Regions from separate parts of the Mus musculus genome. Here regions 2 and 3 are each linked to region 1. The links are chromatin contacts, called in public promoter capture Hi-C maps. All regions are on one chromosome and are shown on one strand. Each heading gives the region's core, a stretch centred on a gene start, on an enhancer-like site or on the middle of the called end of the contact. The rest is flanking DNA. Distances are from core to core; before and after follow the strand shown. Region 1 holds the start of Zfp850 (zinc finger protein 850). Region 2 holds the start of Fbxo27 (F-box protein 27). Region 3 holds the start of Egln2 (egl-9 family hypoxia-inducible factor 2).

Evidence for each region. Promoter capture Hi-C pulls out the DNA fragments that hold promoters and counts their contacts.
Region 2: a contact with region 1 is called in a promoter capture Hi-C map of liver, with 3 times the contacts expected there. The contact joins the promoter of Fbxo27 here to the promoter of Zfp850 in region 1.
Region 3: a contact with region 1 is called in a promoter capture Hi-C map of pre-B cells, with 3 times the contacts expected there. The contact joins the promoter of Egln2 here to the promoter of Zfp850 in region 1. A contact is called at or near these places in 2 of 39 promoter capture datasets (cranial neural crest and pre-B cells).

Annotation. Positions count from the first base shown.
Region 1 is chr7:28,012,250-28,016,432 of GRCm38.p6, reverse strand. Zfp850 (zinc finger protein 850) reads left to right here and starts at 2,318. Exons shown (of 6, transcript NM_001254951.1): 1 at 2,318-2,417; 2 at 3,983-4,097.
Region 2 is chr7:28,691,361-28,695,784 of GRCm38.p6, reverse strand. It overlaps Fbxo27 (F-box protein 27), which reads right to left and starts at 2,641. Exons shown (of 5, transcript NM_001163702.1): 1 at 2,135-2,641; 2 at 943-1,054; 3 at 684-779. The coding sequence starts at 2,489.
Region 3 is chr7:27,164,657-27,168,874 of GRCm38.p6, reverse strand. Egln2 (egl-9 family hypoxia-inducible factor 2) reads left to right here and starts at 2,073. Exons shown (of 6, transcript NM_053208.4): 1 at 2,073-2,191; 2 at 3,147-4,218. The coding sequence starts at 3,377. It overlaps Rab4b (RAB4B, member RAS oncogene family), which reads left to right. Exons shown (of 8, transcript NM_029391.2): 8 at 71-442.

The sequences.
Region 1 (4,183 bases), core at 1,069-3,568:
TGTTAACTGGGAGCCCATATGGAGAGTGAGCTAGGAGTTTTATGGAAGGAGTCTAGGAAAAAGGAGCTACTGGAGGAGAGTCACAAAATGGCTTGCTCACATGGAATGAGAGACTCCATTTGGATTTGGTCTGGTGAGCCTTCTGCACTGCTCATCTCAAGCTCAGCAGCTCCTGTGGGTTTAATGGGACGAAGGCCCTGAACAGACTCATCCAAGATGCTTACTGCAGCATCCAGTGCAACTGTGGCAGCACTGTCTGTGTAGTGGTTGTGGGTGCATGGTTCCCCCAGAGACGTGGCTCTGTAGCTGCCCTGCTGATCCAGCCAAGGGTGTGAAATCCGAGTGCTACCCAGAGGGTCCTTCATCCATTGTCATGAGCAGACCAGGGAACACCCACAGTGCTGCTGTAGTAACCAGATACTTGGGAGGCAGAGGCAGGCAGATCTCTGTGTTCAAGTCCAGCTTGGTCTACAGAGAGAGTTCTGGGACAACCAAGGAAAAACAGAGAAATTTTGTCTCAAAAAGAACTGAACCCAACCAACTGAAACCTAAACCAGGCAACCACACACACACACACACACACACACACACACACACACACACACACACAAAACCCATGTAAGAACATGGCAGAAGTATGGAAATCCATGTTCATTGTGGAGAGGGGCGGCTCACTCACAGGATAGATGTAGAAGAGGATGGGTGTGAAGAGAGGATCCATCAGGAAGGGGATTTCTCAACACATGCCTATGGTCACCTTTAAGGAATACCTTAAAATAGATGGAGTCTTTCATTTTTAAAAGTGCAGTACAAAATATATAAGGTATTGGCTTTCCCCTTCCCCCGAAAAAAAAAAAAAAAGCATAAAAAGGGAAGCTTTAAACAGAAGCATCTCCAGGTAACGGGCATTTCTGCCAGGAGTGTGTATACAAGAACACCCTCCCTTCAAGGCCCCCTGATTCCATTAAAGTTTAATTGTCTTGATTTTTATTCTGTCTGCATTCATAGCTGATGATGCTGTCTAAATCATCTATGCCCTGTTGCTTTTCTGGATTCCTTCTATCAGTTATTGAGACTGAAAACTTTTGTATGCAATGCTGGATTTGGCTGTTTCTCCTTATTTCTCTATTGGACGTTTCCCCTCATGTTTTGAAGGTGTGGTATTACACGCATACTGTTTATTTTAGTTTTTTAGACAGGTCTTCACTAAATAGTCCTTGGTGGCCTCATCTCATAGACATTCACTGGCTGTGTCTCCTCATTGCTGGGGTCACATGCATGTGCTACCACGCCCAGCCAAGGATATTTTCACTTGATGACTTGCTGTCTCTGTTATTGCTGTTAGTACTGGCGATGCTCTTTGCCCCCAGAACTGCCTCCATTTTAAAGTTGACTTAAGTCTTTTTTTTTTTTAATACTATTGTGAGGATGGTCACTTTGAATCGGCTAGAATATTTAACACATTTTCTGTAGTTAACACTTATCTGCAAATTAATGTGGCACCTATACTTTAGCATTTACATAATTTACAGTACATTTAATGCAATTAGTTTTATTACTAGGATTGTTTAGCCTTTTCACAATTTCTTTCTATCATGTTTGGAAAAAGTTCTTTGTATAACATGAGAAAAAACAAAAGTGGTTTCGAAAGTTCCATAGTGTCAAGTTACAATAAATGTGTCTATCCTATAAAAAAGAGGCCTATGTTTTGGGTTTGTGTTTTGTTTGTTTTTTAGTTTTTTGTTTTTTAGGACACTTAACGCGTGCTAGTCATTCATCCTCCAACAGGAGGTAAATGACTGCCTATTGAACACAGTTCTGGTGATACATACAGATGTAGTCGTCACTCAATTTTTTCTATCTAGTCAACAGGGACACCGAACCCTGGAAGGGTCCAGAATATCTGGCTCTTTGAAATCGTTAATATAAACTACCCAACTTTAGAAACCAACCAATTCTTTAGTTCGGTCTTTTCAAATTTACCATAGTCCCTAGCAGAGCACAGCGTAGTGGAATCCCACTGAGTGGGACTCAGGCAAAGCGTCCGTCCCGATCTGATCTACTTCCTATTCTAAATTTTAAAATTTCCGCTCGTCCGTCCACGCCACAGGAGGGAAAATCAGGTAGACACAGAACACCAAACTCCGTTTTGATCCCAGGAGGCAGCCTCCCCTCGAAGCATGGGGAGCCCCCTGCCCCCCCACCGTGGGAACTCCCACAAGCCACTGGGCCCAGTTCCCGGATGGGCCGGGCTAAGTTGCATGCTGGGACCTTTCGGAAACGCCGGGCTTCTTGAAGGCTCCACATAGCTCCGGACGCCGCCAAGGGTCTTTGGCATCCCGGTGCCACCAACACGGAAGGTCTGATCTTTCTGGTCCAAAGAAATTGCTGGTTGGCTTCGGTCTCCACAGAGTAAGGTGGGCTGGGTATCGGTGTGGGCGCTGGTGTAGGGTGAATGGAGATGTTGACGCGTACGGGCGTGTGTGAGCGTGTGTGAGCGTGTGTTTGTGTGGGTGGGTGGGCGCGCGCTCGCGCGCGTCTCTCTGTGTATACACACCTTGAGCTCTCTGCTCATCTGTGTCACTGTGCTTATCATTTTCTTTCAAGGCCACAGGGGTTGGAGCAGAGGGCTAAGCATCACTAAGGAGAAGTCAGGTGCGGAGTCTGAAGGGAAGCTTTCCCTGAGGTACACACGAGCTTGGGAGGTGCTTTTAAGGCCGGAAGTGCCTCCGAGGGTCGCTTAGGAGGGCTGCTCTGGGTTGAATACCCGAAGTTTCTCAGAGCTGTAGCCATGAGAGTGTTGAGGGACGTGAAGGAAAATGCTCGGTGAGGATGCTCTCGGATATAGTCTGAGATCTCGTGGAATTATCAGTAAATGAAGGAGGAACGTGAAAATTGATACCTTCACCTCTGGGGCCCATAACGTTGTCCCTTCCCTTTCCACTTCACCTTATCATTTCAATGAACCCCGCCTTTTCTTCTCTACAATCACCCTTTTCCTAAGATGTTCTAGGTAGAAACCTCCAGAGGTTATCGTTAGGTCTCTCAAACTCTGATTTTATAAATCGATTTCTATTTGGATGGCATCGCATATCAGATGCGATCCTTTGATCCTTACAGGCCTTGTTTTCAAAGCAGGCCAGGAATGTCGGGGATAGATGATGTGTTCACTGTGAGGATTATGGCAGTGGGAAAGTGATAGCACTGAATTTGGCATCTTTGAAAGCTAGTGATTTTCTGAGTGTGTGTGTGTGTGTGTGTGTGTGTGTGTGTGTGTGTGTGTAATGGGTAACGTTGGCCAGATCCAGATGAGCAATGCCATGATTGATCGTGGAGTGTGGATCTGTGGTATCGGGTTGGAATCTTGGTTCTGTCCCCTCAGGCTCTCCAGGCCTGTCAGGAACCGTAGGATGCCTGTGGTGAAGCCTGTTAGTGCAGTGCCGCCATATCCTAAGGGCCTGGTGTGCTTTAGTTGTTCTCTGTGAGGCCATCTTGGGTTCATTCCACTCAGTGTTCAGCAGGACAAGGGAGTGTGAGAAACAATGCGATTGCTGGTGGATGTTTAAGAAAGTGACTTAAAAAGAAAAGCTAGGCTTCGTGGTATACATTTAATCTCAGAGGCAGAAGCAGGAGGATCACTGTGAGTTCAGGGTCAGCTTGGTCCACATAGCAAGGTCTAGGCTAGCTGGGCCACACAGTGAGATGCTGTTTTAAAAACAAGGACAGGAAAATGAATGTGCTAATGCAGAACATATTTTTTTAAAACTTTTCAGATAAAAATGTTCATATTGTGCATAGCATAATATTTTGAAGTTTTTCTATACTTTGGGATGACTAAATCGGTCACACTTTTGTAGAGAATATGCTAGCGTCTACTCAAACCCATTAATTGTCACCGTTTTTACATGATATATCAGGTGAACTTTTGTTATGTAGGTGAGATTTTGTGATGTTTAATCAACATCTTCTGAACTCACTTAAGGACCTACGCCTCCCACTGTCAACCATGATGCTGCACATCCGGCCTCAGCCACTCAAACCCCAGTACCCAGCATCCTACTTGGTTCTATGAGAAAACAGCTTCAGATTCTACACAAGTAAGATTGTGGGTGTTTTGTCTCAAGATTAATTATTTCAATTTTAAATTATGTGTGTGCGGTTATGTGTACATGAGCACAGCTCA
Region 2 (4,424 bases), core at 1,392-3,891, 680 kb before region 1:
GCCTGCCTTCCTGTGCCGAGGACACGGAGATAAAAATTCAGAAAGAACTCACTCCCCACTCCTGCCTTGTAAATTTCACCAAGGACACCCGGAAGAGAAGAGCTCTCTTCCCAACTCCTCCCAACTCCTCAGCTAGCTGTTAAAAGCCCCTACTGTCACCGCTGGAGGGGGGGGTGTCGAACTCCCCTGCCCTGCATGGCAGAGGGACTTCGTCCTCAGCTAGCTGATAATAAAACCTCTTGCAGTTTGCATCAGGTGTGGTTTTCTCTCAGGATGTTGGGGTGTTGGCCAGCTCATCCCGGGACTTGAGCAGAGGCCCAGCATTGGGGGTCTTACATGGCCAGGTCCACAGACAGGCATAGGTCAAATTTGGTCACTTTAGAAAAAGCCATAGTGTAATTTAGGGTTGTGAGTTAATGTCAGTTGGCCTAGAGGCTGTGGTTAACCACAGGGGCAAGCAGCTAATTGGTTAGTCAATCCAGGAAGCTCCAATAAAGACTCTGTACAGAGAACGGACACTCTTACAGACATCTGGATACAGGCAGCCTGACTCCATGGAGCACTCACTGGCTTTGAGCTCACCTATGACATCCTTTTGCTTCAGCATCCCAAGTGCTGGGATTACAAGTGTGTGCCGTGGGCCCCAGTGCTTACTAACGGGCTTTTCCTGTGCCCAGACTCACCAGTCAGAGACAGCAATCTCCACACCACCACTGTCCAGCAGCTCTGGCCACAGACCCTTCTCCACCAGGTCCACGACCTGCTTCTTGCGACACCAGCTAGGAAGGTGAGACAGCGGTTGGCTGGTCCGTGAGAACCCGCAGGTCTTTCTTCAAGGTCTCTGACCCAGGGTGAGGGGGGGACGGGGGGGGGGGAACGGGGGACGACGACGACACGGGGGGGGCGGGGAACACGGGGGGGGGGGGCGGGGAGGGTTTTCACCTGAAGGAAGTCACGAAGCAGGTCTGTGAAGGGGCCCCAGGTACAGGTTTCCTGTTCTTCTCCACCACCCATCCATCCCCACCGTGCCGCACCATCCATTTGCGCAGGCCTTCTGTAGAGAAAAAAACAGTAGAGGCAATCGCAGTACCAGGGACGCAAAGGCTTTAGGAATGTGGTCGAATTGAAGCTGCGCCGCCCCTCCTCCACCCCTCAGGTTTGAAAAGAATCGGAAACCTGAGCAGGCAGGAAGGACGGCTCAGTGGGAAAACTTTAGCCTAATTAATCATCAGACTTCACGCAGAAATACAAGGAGAGAACTGTGGATACAAAGTTGGCCGCTGAGCACCTACCACCTGTACGCGAGACTTGAGCCTTTTAACAACACACCAAAATAATTTTAAAAAATTAAAAGTTTATGTCTGCAGACTATGTATATATGCCCTCTCTCCAGAGGCCAGAAGAAAGGGTGGTCTCCCTGAGACTTGAGTTACAGATGGTTGTGAGTCTCCACTTGAGTGTTTGGAACTGAGCTTAGGTCCTTTGGAGGAGCAGCTCTTAGCCGCTGAGCTATCTTTCCAACCCGCAAAAACAAAAAGCAAAACAACAACAAAAACAAAATATACTAACAAAATTTAAAAATTTGTAACTGCTCTTCTAGAGGACCTGGGGTCAGTTCCCAGCTCCCAAGCCATGAGGCTTAGTCTCCTGAAACTCCAGGCGCAGGGACGAAAATAAATTGTTAAAATGTAAAAGCCAATGAAACAAAAGATATTTATGTGTTGATTTTAATTGCTCTTGGTGCCTCTCTGTGCATCCTGTCTCTCAGATAGAAGATATGCTGTTTGGTCCCCTCTACCGCTCTCTTATGTAGGTCAGGTGATTCCAGCTACTCTAACTGGGTCAAGTGTGACCCCACTTCTAGCCCCTCCCTCTGCTACATCTGTAGACCTGCCTCTTGGTTTAACTCTAGGCCCCGCCCATTTCATACCTTGTGACTCCGCCCTATCCTCTCACTGGTTTCCTTCTGGTCTCACAGCCTACAAATATCCCGTGACCCCGCCCTTAATACCTTCCGGGGGATTCCTTCTTGGCTCTGTCCATTAGCATTCTTGGGGCCCCGCCCTTTGTGCTACAGTTCTCTCTTGGTCCCGCCCCTAGGCTTCCTCTAGGCCCCGCCTTCTCAGCGCCTCACCTTGGCCACAGGGGTTGCTGATGAGGTTGCGTCCTAGCGGTCTCAGTGCGCAGAATTGGCCCAGCGGGCAGGGCGTGTCTTCGTGGGCAGGGGGCAGACAGCGGCGGGCTAGTGTCAGCAGGGCGCGGCCCGCTGCGCTGTGGTCACGGGCCAGCAGCAGCAACCATAGGGCCTGGCCATCTACCAGGGCGCGCCAGGCGCGGCACACTCGGCGGCAGTGCATCAGCAGCGTGCGCGGGGGCACGTGGCTCAGTACCAGCAGGAGCAGCTCCGGGGGCAGACGGCTCAGGTCCAGGACCTCCTGGGGGTCGGGCTCCGGCGTCGGGACCCGGGTCCTGGATATCCAGGCACCCATGGTCCCCGCGCCCCGCTTGGCTGGGACTGCAGGAGAAGAGGGGTTAGATGTTAGTGATTAGCAGCCTCTGCTGCCAGGCTTTGCAGCCGTCCACCCCGAGACTAACATCCCCGAAGCCATCCACTGTCTCCCACGTCCCTTACCGCCTCTCTGTCCCCAAAGCCTACCCTCCTCCCAGCCCGCTGGTGCTCACCGGCACCCCTGCCAGCTCCCCTTCGCGGCCTGGAGGACCGCATAGCTATAGCTTTGCCTAATACTATCCTTCCCAGGCGAAACCTCTCTGAGATTCGCCGAATGTCCAGCCCTGTGGATCCAGACCCCACCTCCTTCCGGCTTAGGACTGGTGGACAGTTTAGGAATCCACCTGAGGACACAGATTAGGCCAGGGCTCTGGCACAGTCCTAGCGGTTCAGCAACCAATCCAACACTTGGAGTGACCCTAAATCCGCAGTGGACGCCTGGCATCTGGTAACAACTATTATTTCGGGTAGGCATCCAAGTGGAAGGCTCCACCCCTAAACGCCTTGTGCAGTCCGTGACCTTAATCCCAGACAATCATCCAGTCATCCGCGATTTACAAGAAAAAGCAGGCTCTAGAGGACAACAATGACCCCGCTAATCGAAAGCATCAGCTGAAGCTTACAGTTTCGAACTTCGGCAACTTAGCACATTTTAAAAAGAGATTTATCTTATGTATGTGAGTACACTGTAGCTGTACAGATGGTTGTGAGCCTTTATGTGGTTGTCCGGAACTGAACTTTTAGAACTTCTGCTTGCCCCGGTCAGCCTTGCTTGCTCTGGTAGGTTCTGCTCGATCTGATCGACCTGCTGAGTCTCTGCTTGCTCCAACCCAAAGATTTATTATTATACATAAGTATACTGTAGCTGTCTTCAGACACACCATAAGAGGGCATCGGATCTCATTCTGGATGGTTGTGAGCCACCATGTGGTTGCTGGGATTTGAACTCAGGACCTTTGAAATGAGCCATCTCGTCAGCTCCCCGAACATCTTAACACAGAAAAGGAACCGAGGCTCTTAGAGGCCGTGACCTTCCTAAGTGACTAGTAGTGTTAGTGAGTGGGTCTAGCTCCAGATTTTTTTTTTTTTTTTTTTGACAGGGTCTCACTTTGTAGGGCTGGCTAGCCTGGAACTCACTGTGTACGCAAACTGAGAGACCTGCCTGCCTCTGCCTCCTGAGTGCTGGGACTAAAGACATGTATTACTATGACCAGCTCTGTCGGGCAGTGGTGGCGCATGCCTTTAATCCCAGCACTTGGGAGGCAGAGGCAGGTGGATTTATGAGTTTGAGGCCAACCCGGTCTCCAGAGTGAATTCCAGGACAGCCAGGGCTAAAAGAGAAACCCTGTCTCGAAAAAAAAAAAATAGTTTTATGTGTATGGAGGTTTGCCCGCATTTATGTCTCCACCATGTTTGTGCCTGGTATCTGGGGAGGTCAGAGGAGGTATTTTCAGGATTCCCTGGAACTGGAGTTACATGTGGTCGAGAGCACCTGTGATGCTAGTTAAACCCAGGTCCTTTGGGGAAATTGGCCATCTATCTCTCCAGCCCTACTTTTCAACTGAGACTCAGGTAGAGCCCATGCTGTCCTTGAACTCACTAAGTAGCCAAGCATGACACTGATCTTCTACCTCTGGAGAACTGGAATTGCAGGCAAGTGTCACCATACCCTGTTTATCTTTTATTTTAACCTGTGTAAGACTCCGGGGAGCCCCTGAGTGAACCACGTGGAGCTGGGATCGATGCAAAAAGCAAGAGGAATTTATTGTTCCAGTGCACTGGGATTGTCCCAGACCCGAAGGAGAGGTGGTGACCCCCAGCATCCATTCAAGGAGTTTTTATATGGTTTCCAGGGGCAGAGCATCAGCAACTAGGCACAATATGACTGGCAGAACAGTGCACCCTTTAAACTGAT
Region 3 (4,218 bases), core at 824-3,323, 850 kb after region 1:
AGACAAAGGCCAGGAAGACGTCTAGAGACCAGCTTCGGACCCTCCAGGTCACAATGCCCTTCTCTTTCAGCTCACCTGTTCTTCTGGACCAGCCCTGCCCGAAGGCTGGGGCTCAGAACCAGGCCCCAAGAGGCCAGGCCCCAATCTGCCCCAGTCTCAGAAAAGTTACTCCATCCCCCATCCCCCTTCGCTGGCCTGGTGGGGCCTGGCTGTGGGGCAAGATTGAGCCACAGGGGAAAGGGGACCCCATACCTGCTGCTGCTTCCTCTGCCTTGGCTAACTCTAGTCCCCCTGAGCCCCAAACCCTACCTGAAGAACTCCCAAAGCTTGAGACCAGGGCCGTTTGGCCCCAACTTCCTGCCTGGCCCCGCTGTTGCAAGTCTGTTATTTATTACCTGGAGGCCTGTTCCATCCTGTCCTGGTCCTCCATAAAGCATTGTTTACACCTGTGTTTCGGCCTCTGTCATTCTGAGATGAGGAAACCGAAGTGGTCTCTAATGGAAGCTATGAATAGGCCTCTGCATGAGGAGCCCCTGTTTGTGGGTGGTGGGACTTGGTTTGTGGGACAAGTTGGGGTAGGTACATCCTGGCTCACGTACTCATTGAGGACAGAGTTCGTCATTGTATACATGTCCTTGCTTTTTCCTACACACAGCCCCCCTTTTTGACACAGGGCCTTGTTATAGCCTAGACTAACCTGGAATTTGAGGTCTCCCTGCCTCAGCCTCCCATGAGCTGGGATTACAATGTACCCATCCCAGGTTGTGTACATGCTTCATGGTAGTGGCAGTACACGATCCATCAAAGGTGGTGTGTGCAGCGATGACATCCCTGTGTGTGACATGTATGGGGCAGTATGACACTGTGGCATGTGAGTAGTCTCTGGCCTGGTGACTGTGTTGGTGAGGCTGCTGTTGTGTGCAACATCAAGACCGAGGACTTGGGAATCTAAGGGGGGGTCTTGAGTCTGTGCCTGGTTTGACTTAGTGTACACCACCTCATGTCTGCAAACTAGGACGGTGGCTCACTGTGTTCCTAAAAACACGTGCTCCTGAGGTTTGTGTGTGCACTGATGGAGATTTGTTTCTTTGTGTGTGTCTGTGTGCCTGCGAACACGAACATTCTTCGCCATGTGCCACTGTGGTTCTTGTGCAACCCGGACTCCTGGTCATACTTAATGTACCCTGATGTCTTTATAGCCATAGCCTTCTGGAGACAGGTGCAGCCCCCCTCAGGACAGCTTCAGCTGCTCTCACAAAATGTCAGCAAGTATCCAAGCCCACTTATTGCCCATTTGTTAGGCCCTGGAGTTGGTGGAAAGGGTCGGGCATTCAAATAACCCTATCCACACAGCCCTCCCCGGAATGGTGGTATAAATATTAAGAGTAGCTTAGTGGTAGAGCGCTTGCATCGCACATGTGAAGCTCTGGATTCAGTCTCCAGCACTACAGAAACAAAAAATCCGCTTGGGCTACAGAGGAGCTGGGTTTTGCAAATGTCTTCTTTGTGAGTCTGTCCCAGGTTGCTTTAATCTGACTCCCACAGTTGCCCTGAGGGAGCAGCGAGGAGCGGGTCATGCAAATAGTACACATTTGCTCATTTGTTCTACCCGGTTTCGCTTCTCTAAGGACGTCCCGTACTCACCGTTATTTTTTTTTAAGTGCTTATGTAAATTACTGACGTAGGAATTTACATACACTTTCCAACTAACTGCGCAGTCATTTCTCAATATACTCTTGGGCTGTGTGCAGGAGCGGCCCATGTAAATGAGACATTTGCATAGCAAATGCCAAGAACCCAGCTGACAAGTTCACTGACACTTTTGGCTCCGAGGGGTGGGCCTTTCTGTGTGAAACTGCTCTTTTGTACCCCTCTCCAAGGGGCCGTCTTGAGAACTCACAGAACGCCTTTTACTGAACCTGCGTGTCTGCTTTCGCGTGGAAGGGGAGGAGCACATAATGCAAATAAGCCTCGCGTCCCGGACCAGCTCACTTCTTGGGCAGTGCGTTCTAAGCCTCCTGTCAACGTGCGGTTCGCGCACGCGCAGTCTCCTCGGCCGGGCCGCTGTCACGTGCCCAGCGGGCGAGGCGGGGGCGGGGCGTCGCGGGCGGTGGGGGGCGGGGTATGGCGCGCTGCGAAGCGCAGGGCGGCTGGCACAAACGGCGGCGCCGAGGCCGGAGGAAAAAGCTCGGTGAGGAGGTCGCGCGAAGGGAAAGACCCGGGGAGGAGAAGGAGTCTGAGGCCCGGTGGCCGGGCGCGGGCGACGGGGCTGGAGGCGGGAGCGCGCGCGGGCGGCAGCGACCCCACGCTAGGGCGTTGGGGGTGGGGAAGGAAGCGCGCGCCCGGCGCGGTGGGGCGGACCATTGGGGGCCACGGGAGCGCGCAATAACCACCAAGGGGAGGGGCCGGGCCGAGGCGGCCCCGCCTCAGTCACCCGGGGCGTCCCGCGGCCCCTGGGTCCTGGCGGAGGGGGTTGGGAGGAAGGCAGTCGGGTCGGACTCTGCTCTCGGGCTCCCTTCCGTCAGTCCGTCCGTCTGGCAGGACCTCCCTTCCGGCTGGGTGTGTGTCGGGCCCCAGTAGGCTTCCTCCCGTAGGGCACAGGTCGACCCCACCGGCCCTCCCGCTCCCCTGCCGTCTTGTTTTTCTCCCTGTTCTCTTTGTCCCTGGACTCCCGGTTTTCCCCGCCTGCCCTGGCTCGTAATCTTCCACCCAGGCGATTAGGTTCCCGCGAATGTTGCGCGGTGGCATTGCCCGTTGGTTCCCCACAACCCTGACTTTACCCTAGATTCCACACTCCCGTTTTCTGTGTCTCCTCCCTCCTCATCTCTCTGAGTCTCTATAGAAACCTCAGGCAGGTACCTTGTATTTTCCACTTGCATCGTCGCTTTTCGTCCACAGATATCTGTCTCCCTATCACCTTCCTCTCTGGGCCGTCATGCAACGTTCTCTGCACTTTCTCTCTATTACTCTTTATGCCAGACATTCCCTCTCAAATTCCCAAGTTATATGCCCCATGTTGTCTCCCTGTGTGCGTGTGTGTTTGTTGTGGCCCAGTCTGTCATCTACTTCCTGCTGGTACCATCCCCACCCCTTCCCACCTGCTCGTCTCTTGACTTCTTTTAAGTTCTTCCTTTTCTCTTTTCCAGCCACCCCCATCAGTCCCTTCTCAAGCTCCTAGAGACAACTGTGGACTTGGGGACCAGCGAGCACCCCCAGAGCACTAGAGGAGCCCCTGCTGCCTGCCCTGCCTCACCCTGCCCCACACGAGGCCCAGCGGCCCCGGGCTGCATCAAGTGGAGGAGGAGGAGGCGGAGGAGGGTGGCACCATGGGCCCGGGCCGTGCCCTCCATGCCCGGGGGATGAAGACACTGCTGCCATGGACAGCCCGTGCCAGCCGCAGGCCCTGAATCAAGCTCTCCCTCAGTTGCCAGGGTCTGTGTCAGAGTCCTTGGAGTCTAGCCGAGCCAGAATGGGGGTGGAGAGTTACCTGCCCTGCCCTCTGCTCCCGGCCTATCACCGTCCAGGAGCATCTGGGGAGGCCTCGGCTGGCAATGGGACCCCCAGAACCACAGCCACTGCTACTACGACCACTGCCAGTCCCCTGCGGGAGGGCTTTGGTGGGCAGGATGGTGGTGAGCTTTGGCCACTGCAGAGTGAAGGTGCTGCTGCGTTGGTCACCAAGGAGTGCCAGCGACTGGCGGCCCAGGGTGCCCGGCCTGAGGCCCCCAAACGGAAGTGGGCCAAGGATGGTGGGGATGCCCCTTCACCCAGCAAGCGACCGTGGGCCAGGCAAGAGAACCAGGAGGCCAAGGGGGAAAGTGGTATGGGCTGTGACAGCGGTGCCAGCAACAGCAGCAGCAGCAGCAGCAACACTACCAGTAGCAGTGGCGAGGCAAGTGCTAGGCTGAGGGAGGAAGTCCAGCCCTCTGCACCTGAGCGCCTGGCCCTGGACTATATTGTGCCTTGCATGCGGTACTATGGTATCTGTGTCAAGGACAACTTCTTGGGGGCAGTACTGGGTGGCCGTGTGCTGGCTGAGGTGGAAGCCCTGAAGTGGGGCGGGCGTCTTCGTGATGGGCAACTAGTGAGCCAGCGGGCGATCCCACCGCGCAGCATTCGTGGGGACCAGATTGCCTGGGTAGAAGGTCACGAGCCAGGCTGCCGGAGCATTGGTGCCCTCATGGCTCACGTGGACGCAGTAATCCGCCACTGTGCAGG